Linked DNA regions of Gossypium hirsutum: region 1 is linked to region 2. A link is a contact called in public Hi-C data. All regions are on one chromosome and are shown on one strand. The core of a region is the stretch at or near the end of the contact, and the rest is flanking DNA. Distances in the headings are between cores, read along the strand shown.

The links. Hi-C and Micro-C count contacts between places; a contact is called where the count stands out from the background.
Region 1: a contact with region 2 is called in a Hi-C map of leaf, with 4 times the contacts expected there. The contact joins the promoter of LOC107929460 here to the promoter of LOC107929455 in region 2. A contact is called at or near these places in 6 of 34 Hi-C or Micro-C datasets (hypocotyl, leaf and seedling).

What each region holds. Positions count from the first base shown.
Region 1 is chrA08:110,526,580-110,530,599 of Gossypium_hirsutum_v2.1, reverse strand. It overlaps LOC107929460 (probable methyltransferase PMT21), which reads right to left and starts at 2,045. Exons shown (of 9, transcript XM_016860889.2): 1 at 1,906-2,045; 2 at 991-1,291; 3 at 818-902; 4 at 755-815; 5 at 461-656; 6 at 158-368; 7 at 1-71. The coding sequence starts at 1,269.
Region 2 is chrA08:110,331,062-110,335,289 of Gossypium_hirsutum_v2.1, reverse strand. It overlaps LOC107929455, which reads left to right and starts at 2,060. Exons shown (of 7, transcript XM_016860882.2): 1 at 2,060-2,394; 2 at 2,485-2,547; 3 at 2,643-2,797; 4 at 2,907-3,032; 5 at 3,431-3,632; 6 at 4,009-4,123; 7 at 4,226-4,228. The coding sequence starts at 2,155.

The sequences.
Region 1 (4,020 bases), core at 796-3,295, 200 kb before region 2:
AGGAGGGCCAGACAAGACCCAGAAACCACCTGGGCGGAGTATTCGATGAACTTCAAGGAGATAAATTCCACCTGAAAACCAACAACATATCCAAAGCAATGTGTTACTTGGTGGATAAGGAAGGAACATCATAAACAATGAGGAATACTCATTTTACCAAATTCAGTCCATGGGATAAGGCATCTTGAGCAATGAGCCATATCAAATGAGCTTGAAGGGAAAGGAAGGCGCTGTGTAGAAATGACACCAAGGATTGCTGGTATCCCACGTTCTAGCACGAACTGGACCTGAGCTTCATGATTATCTCTCGGAGCAAGAGAAAGCGTCAGAATTCCACGATCTAATAGATCGCCCCCCCAACTTGCTACCTGGAATCAAAAGAGTTTTAAATCTATAATGGGATGAGGGAAATGAGAAGAAACAGTTGGAACTCCACACGCTTTCAGAAAATGCAACTCACCCCACAACCGGTATCAATTGCAGTTCGAACTGTGCCATCTCTCATTTCAGGGATCAGATCCTGCATTAAATTAACATATGCACCCACTCCTTTAGGGAACATAGTACCACCACCAGGGAAAAGGAACTTCTCCCCTTTTTTCTTCAGCCAATTCTGATTAGACTTCTGCTTGTTGATCCAATCGTACGGGACGTTCCTAAAAAGAGCAGATCAACGTGTGTCGTAACAACACAATCGACCCTCTAAACATAAATCACACCGAAACCAGAAAATAGCTATAAAAATAAACAATACCTGTACCAACATTCTTTCCGACTCTTTGGCCATCTGATTGGTGGTTTGTATCCTACAGGGGTGGAACCAAGCATTCCTTCCTCTCATACAGCGGAGGACAGTGGCGTTCCAAGAAAGTAAGCCGACGGTAACCGTACTTCTTCCACCTCTGTAGCAACAAACATAAGTCATATCAGTATAGCATTAAAAACTAAGCATCTTGCAACACCATTAGAGGAATGATCATGTGCCGTTACCCTGGGATCGGTGCATGGAGTGTAGTCTTGATAATCGATGCTGCATTCCGAGAAGGTAACAGATTTGATTTGAAGGGCATTTTCTGCAGAATATTCGGGCGAAGAAACAGCCTTGGAAAGCTCTTGGACTATCTTCCCTTCCAATAAGCTTTTCTCAGAACAGAAGATTCCACCAAGATAGAACGATAACCCGCATAACGCGAAAACCAGTAACGTTACAGGGATAATCTTCAAAGCTCTATCAGATTGGGACTGATTCTTTTCATCTTTTTGCTTCATGATTTCAGAAATAATCTAGCTACTGCAAAATTCGGAATGCCACCAATCAACATATACGCTCAAGCACAAGTGATACAAAATCAACAAGGCAATGCAACATCACAAAAGACCATGAAAGCAATGCTGACCCTAAGACAAGACCCTTGAAAGGTGTTAAAAAAAAACATGTAGATCTAAATACCAACCACCACCTACATGTCACTTTGCCTTTATATATATTTCACAAGATATATGGACCCCTACTTACATGGTCCCATTCAAAAAGGCAACAGAGAAATAAACAAACAAACATGAATTCCAACAATTTCCTTGACATTGAAGAAAAAGGTTGAATGATTTCATTTTCAATATGCATACCCTTGAAAACAAACATGTAACCTGTTCACACAAAATTTTTGCAGCAATAAGAAATGAGAAAGCACAAAGAAGAAAAGGTTTCTTGTTTGACTAGGAGGTGATTTGAATTAATATAGATAGGAACCTAATGATAGTAATTCAGAGGGAGAGGGCAACAAAGGTAGAAGAGAGAAGAACCACAAGTTCATGGGATTTTCAAATATGGGGTAAAGGTAAAAACCAAGTCTTTCCCAAAGAGATATCTAAAAATAGGAAATTTATACAGAAAACGTGCTTCACCAGAGAAAAAAGTGTTTCACATCTGTCCAGCCAATGCAAAGCATAAACCCCCCAAAAATGAATGAACAAAAAAGAAAATTGCAGACACACCCTAGTAGTAAAAAAGAGAACCCAGAAAAAGAAACATAATTATATTACTAAAAGAGTGAGATTGTATTTGGATTTTTATTTGTTGTACCTTTCTAATCTCTCTACAAAGAAATGAAAGAAAAATATTATAGTGCAGGGATTTGCATTCAACACACCGAGACATCGCCTGCAAATGTGTTATAAAAAAAAAAAAAGCTCAACCTTTCAATAAAGTGTGGGGAAGAGTGATAATTTTGTAAAGAGGAGTTGAATCACACGGAGTGAAAAGAGAGTGTTGAAGATCCTATCATAGCGTGCCACATAAGGGGTTGAAGACAGGGAATTTGGTTGCCTTGTTCATGGGTTGTTCAACAGTTGATGTCGTTGATCCTGTGATTTTAATGGCAGCTTCTACTTGGCTTTTTAATTTGTCCTTCACCCTTTTTCAGGCCTTAAATAAAGATTCTGCTCTGTTTTTCACCTAACAATTCCACGACATACACACATTTATACTCGAATATGGTGAATAATATAACAAAATTTAAAATTTTTATCTCCATTTAAAGATAATTTTGACTCCATTTCAAAATTAATTGATAAGTATGAATTCAAGAATTTGTTGACATAAGATAGGGATCTTCCGTTGTTTTTACTTCTTCCCCACGTAATTTTCAATTATAACTAACAAATGAACAACACTATAATAGCAAGTCGCATTATATTTTCGAACAAAAAATGTAAATTTAAAATTTGAAAGTAACATTATTATTATTATTATTATTATTTCAGAATGTATGTATTAAGTGATTTTTGTAGATAATACATTTGTGTATCACACCATGTTATCTTTTATTATTAATTTGATTTTTTTTAAAAAGTAAATAAAAAATATGAAATAAAGAGATGGAAATTATACATTGACGTAGACAAATGCTTTGGTATTCCACAAATTCCATATTAAACTATATATGAAAACAAGAAAAGATTTTCTTCTATTTGTTTATTTTCTGCTTTATTCTCTCTTAAATATTAAAAAAAAATGGAAAAGGCATCCATTTGAATTTTGGATTATATTCCATTTAAAAATTATTTAATTCAAGTTTTTCTAATTAGTTTATTAAGAATAAATTATTGCATATGATCTTATCAACATAAATATTAGATAAATACAAAATATGCCTTTTTCCTTTGTATTAAGTTGTATTTACCATTTAAGCAAATAGCATCAGCATGTGTTAGCGTTTAATCTGCTACGGAGTGAGGAATGAGGATGCCGTCTCATGTGTATTTTTTTTCTTCTCTTTTTGGGGTTTAATCTTGGATTTTTTGTTTTTAAAAAAATTCACAACATGATATAGTTTTTAAATTATTGCAAAATTTAATCAAAAATTAAAATTGCTTAAGATCCATTAAAAAACTTGTATGAAGTTTACCATTTATGCTTATATGAACAGTGACAGATTTAGAAATATAATTTAGGGGTAAAAGTAAAGTAAAAAATATTTTGAAAATTAAAATTAAATTATATATTTTTATGATAATAAAACTGTAATTATATTATTTTAATGATTTATATATTTTATCATTTTTTAGTAGGACGAAATTTAATTTTATCATTATTAATGAATTTTTTTTTATTTTAAGGTGCGGGGGCCTGTAAACCCCTTTAGATCCACCCTGGATATTATAGTTTTTAGTTGATTATGTTTAAATAAATTGTTTAATTAAAGTAGTTGATGATGACATAAAAGCTTCAAAATTAATAGTAATGATTTTAGTTGCTTTAATATTTGCTGGTTTTGTTACGCTGGATTTCCACTCACACTCAACTCAATAATTATGCTTAAAATGATAGCAATATCTATAGGACTGAAATTTAGCGGGATTTGGTAGCTTAACGTAACTTAATTCCCAAGTTATTCATGATAATGCATGTGTTTCATTATTACCTTCCTAAGTAAATTTTTTTTTAGATTTTTTAAATATAAGCAAAATTTAAAGAAACTGATGGATAATATTAACTTTTATATATTATAATTTGAAGGG
Region 2 (4,228 bases), core at 811-3,310:
TCAATAGCTTAACATATATCTTACCACAATACCATTAATATACATGCAAACTCACTACATAAAATTATTTTCAAATGCATGCATTATCCAAAGATCAAATCTATCGTTTTCATATAATTTCATACACGGCTTAAAACATTCACCATAGCAAAGTAGGGCTAGGGCACGAAAAATCATGTAAATAATATAACAGTGATAGATTTGACAATATTTTCTCTTATTCCGCTCTATTACCCTCCTTAATTTAATGTGTTCTATTTGGGTTTTGATATTTTTACGTTTTCATTAATTGTTGAAGCAAGTTTTGAAGTGGCTGATTATGTGCCACTGGAAGTGTCTACTTCTATCACCACAGTGACAAAGTGTTACTTGCTATATTTGATGTTGGCAATTTATTAAAATAAAATCTTTGGACTATGCTGATATTGTGGAATCATTCACATCATCAATGAAGATTAATCCATTTGAAGGAACATATCTTAAGGATTAGGCCAGATCAATTGTACCAAATCCCTTAAATCAATAATGTTGAATCGAGACAAAACTTGACTTATTCCACCTTAAATGTATTGCAACATACAAAACTCATAAAAATTAGTAGAAATTTCAAATTTTATGAATTAATTAAAATTTGAGGTATATATTAAATTATAAAAAGAATTAAAAAAACTATTAATGGTAACAATACGCATAATGACATTTTTGACTCTTGCACTTTTTCAAAAAAAATTAATTAAGCCCCTATGATTTTTTTGCATTCAATTGAACCTCTGAACTAACAAAATTTGCTAAATAAGTCTTTTGACGTGATCGTCAGCAGACGTCACATCAGCACCGTTTGCTGACATGACAATACCACATCACCACTGATCGTTGATGTGATAGTGCCACATTAGCAAAAAAAAAAATTAGAACATTTTAAAATTATTTTAAATAATACATGATGAATCTAGACATACGGTTGTTCAAGTTCATTTGAAAATAGACATCTTATCTGTCTAGATTCTTTTTAGAATTATAAAAAACATAAAAAATGATAAAATTACAAAAAAATATTAAAATTTATAATAATTATTAGAAATTAATTAAAAATAATTTTTTAAAAATAAGTTATTAAAAATCACAAAAAATTAGAAAAAAATATTTATAAAATTGTTAGAAATTAATTAAAACATAAAATTTTAGAAAAATAATTTATTTTCATAAAGTTTTACAAAAATTATTTGCTCATTTATATTAAATTATTTCACTAGTATAACTTATTTCCAAGTATATCAAACATTGATATATTTTTTTTCTCTTGTAAACTATTAAAAGTTCTTCAAAAATGTTAGGCCTTGTTAATCATCAATGGTTTTTTTTTAATTAATGATCAATAGCTATACTTTAATACAAATGAGAAAAATATTTTTTTATAAAATTTTATAAAATATTTAATTTATTTTAATAGTTTTTATGGTTTATAGTTAATTTCTAACCATTTTTTTATAAAATATACATTATTAATTTTTATGATTTTTAATAAATTTTTTTTATAAATTTTATAAAATTTATGGTTTTTAATTAATTTATAATAAATATTATAAATTTCCATTTTTTATAATTTTTTATTTTTTATAATTCCAAAATAAATCTAAAGAATTGTTTGTCCAAATTCATTGTAAATTAATCTTAAAAAATAATTTTAAGAATTTTTTTCACTATCACATCAACATCAACCTTTAGTGATGATGTGCCTTTAGTGATGAGATGGAACCGACATGTTAGCGACTAGTGATGATGTGTCACTACCACGTCGGTAAATGGTGATGACGTGGGTGCCTATTAATGACCACATTATCGTTGCTGATTGAAAGACCTTAATTAAAATTTTTTGAAAAAAATTGAAGGCCCATTAACCTATAAATATTGAACGCTTGAAAAACTACAGCAGGCTTGATTTGATAATTAGAAGGGAAGAGTGGACAATCATAAAATCGATAGGCCCATAAAGACTGGGTGGGCCAGCCCGATCCGGCAATCCCAAGTCCCGAATCTGGCACTAGATATTAGAAAATTTGGGAATGGGAGTAGAAGAGGACGACGAAATCTGATACTCCTATTTTGGTAATACAAAGAAAATTTTATTGAAAGAAGAAAATCGCGAGTGATAGGATGGATGGAATCGGAGAGGAGGGGGGAGGAATAAGGCTGAGAAAGAAGTTCCCCGATGACAACAAGCCTGGCTCTTCCGCCGAAGTTGACTACAAGACAAAAGCCGGCACCGCTTGGAGCCATTCCTATCTCAACCAGAAACCATGGCATCCCCTCTCCTACCCTAACCAACGCCGCAAATGGATCGCTGAGCAGACCCATGCCCAGCGCGTGCGCCGTGCCGATGAAGTCGCTCGCGAGGTTGGTCTTTCTTTTTATTTATTATTCTACTACTCTCTCTCTCTCTCACTTGCCCTAGCACTAAGCATTCTATCTTATGCTTTGATGCAGTATGCCCAAGAGCAAGAATTCTTTCGCCAGACGGCTCTAATTTCCAAAAAAGAGAAGGAAAAGGTTTTGAATATGATCCTATCTAAGTGGTTTCCCTTGATTTCTATCTTCATTCTTTTGGGGACTAAATTACCCGAAAACCCTTATTGAATTCCTAGGTGGAGATGATGAAAGCTGTTAGCTTTATGTATGTTCGTCCGCCTGGTTATAATGCTGAAAGTGCCAAAGCGGCCGAGATTGCTGATGAGAGGAAAAAAACTGATCATAACAACGTATCCGATGATCATTCTACCGATGTGCCTTCCACAGCAATGTAATTTTGATTTGAATATAAAACTTTTCATGTGTTTTCCTTGTTTTATTTTAAGCTAATTTTCATATTTGTGAAATGGCTTTCTCAATTTATTAGCTTCATCTTGCAGGCAGCCGGAATCTTTGCCCGGTGGAGGTGCTACTACTCAAGAGAAACGGAAATCAAGACCTAAAGATGTTTTTGGACGTTCTTTACCAACAGAGGAAGAGTTTGAAGTTCTTAAAAACGCTCCACGGTATGTATCAATAGTAGCTTCTGCATATTAACCAATGGTAAATTGAATATACCTGCATGCACTACCGCACAATCTTGGCTAGTAAACCAAAGAAGATATGATCTATTATGGAAAAAAGCAGACAGTTCGATTTGATTTGATTTGATTTGATTTCTATTGCTGAAATAAGCTATTTGATTGTTTTTTTCCATGGTCACGCTGTGCAAATGAATTTTATTGTTGTACTGAGCAATGAAACTGGCTTACTCACATGAGGAAGCTCAAGCTACATCTTTTTAAGGAATGTTAAAACTAACCATCTTATAACAAGGGCAAAATATATTCATCTCATGATTACATTATTATAACATGAAAATACATTTTATAACTTCTATTTGACACGATGATGGAACTTTCAGGCTGGAGACTGGTGTTCCTGGTAGGGTTAAACCATTTGCTGTTGAAGTCCGTAATGTAAAATGTCTTAGATGCGGAAATTATGGTCACCAGAGTGGTGATCGTGATTGTCCATTGAAGGATGCTATAATGCCGAATGAAGAGAGTCGCTTAAAAAGAGATGATCCATTGACTGCTATCATGGCCCAAATGGATCCTACTGAGGTTGGTATTACTTCTTTTTTGGTTCTGTTGAAATTATTGAAAGGTATTAAAGCTTTATTGCTCCAAATAATACATCTTTTGAAAATATGGGAGCTCTGTCTGTCATCCTGTCACTATTTTTATCAGTATAGAATAATTGTTGTGTTTTAAGTCAAGGCTAAAGCCATAAGGAGGAGGCCATAAGATTTTGAAATGTCTGTTTTATAGGGAAGAGCTGTAACTTAAACAGGATCAAGAACTAAAATACTTCTTTGACAATGTTAGAAATTTTTGAAAGAAGTTTTTTTGCACTAAGAAAGCAACAATATTTGTCTTCTCATCCGTTTCTTTGTTATTCATTTGGTTATCGCCATGATATGTATCCCATTTTTTGCAGCCTCTGAAGTGGGAGCTAAAGCAAAAACCAGGTATGAGTCCTCCTCGCGGTGGATTTCAACCAGATGATCCCAATCAACAAATAGTTGCTGAGGATATATTTGATGAGTATGGAGGTGAATACTTTTATCTATTGAAGGATCATTTACTGACAATTCCAGCTCATAAGATATAAGCAGCTACATACTAACCGTTATCCTTTTAAAAAAAAAAACCAGGAT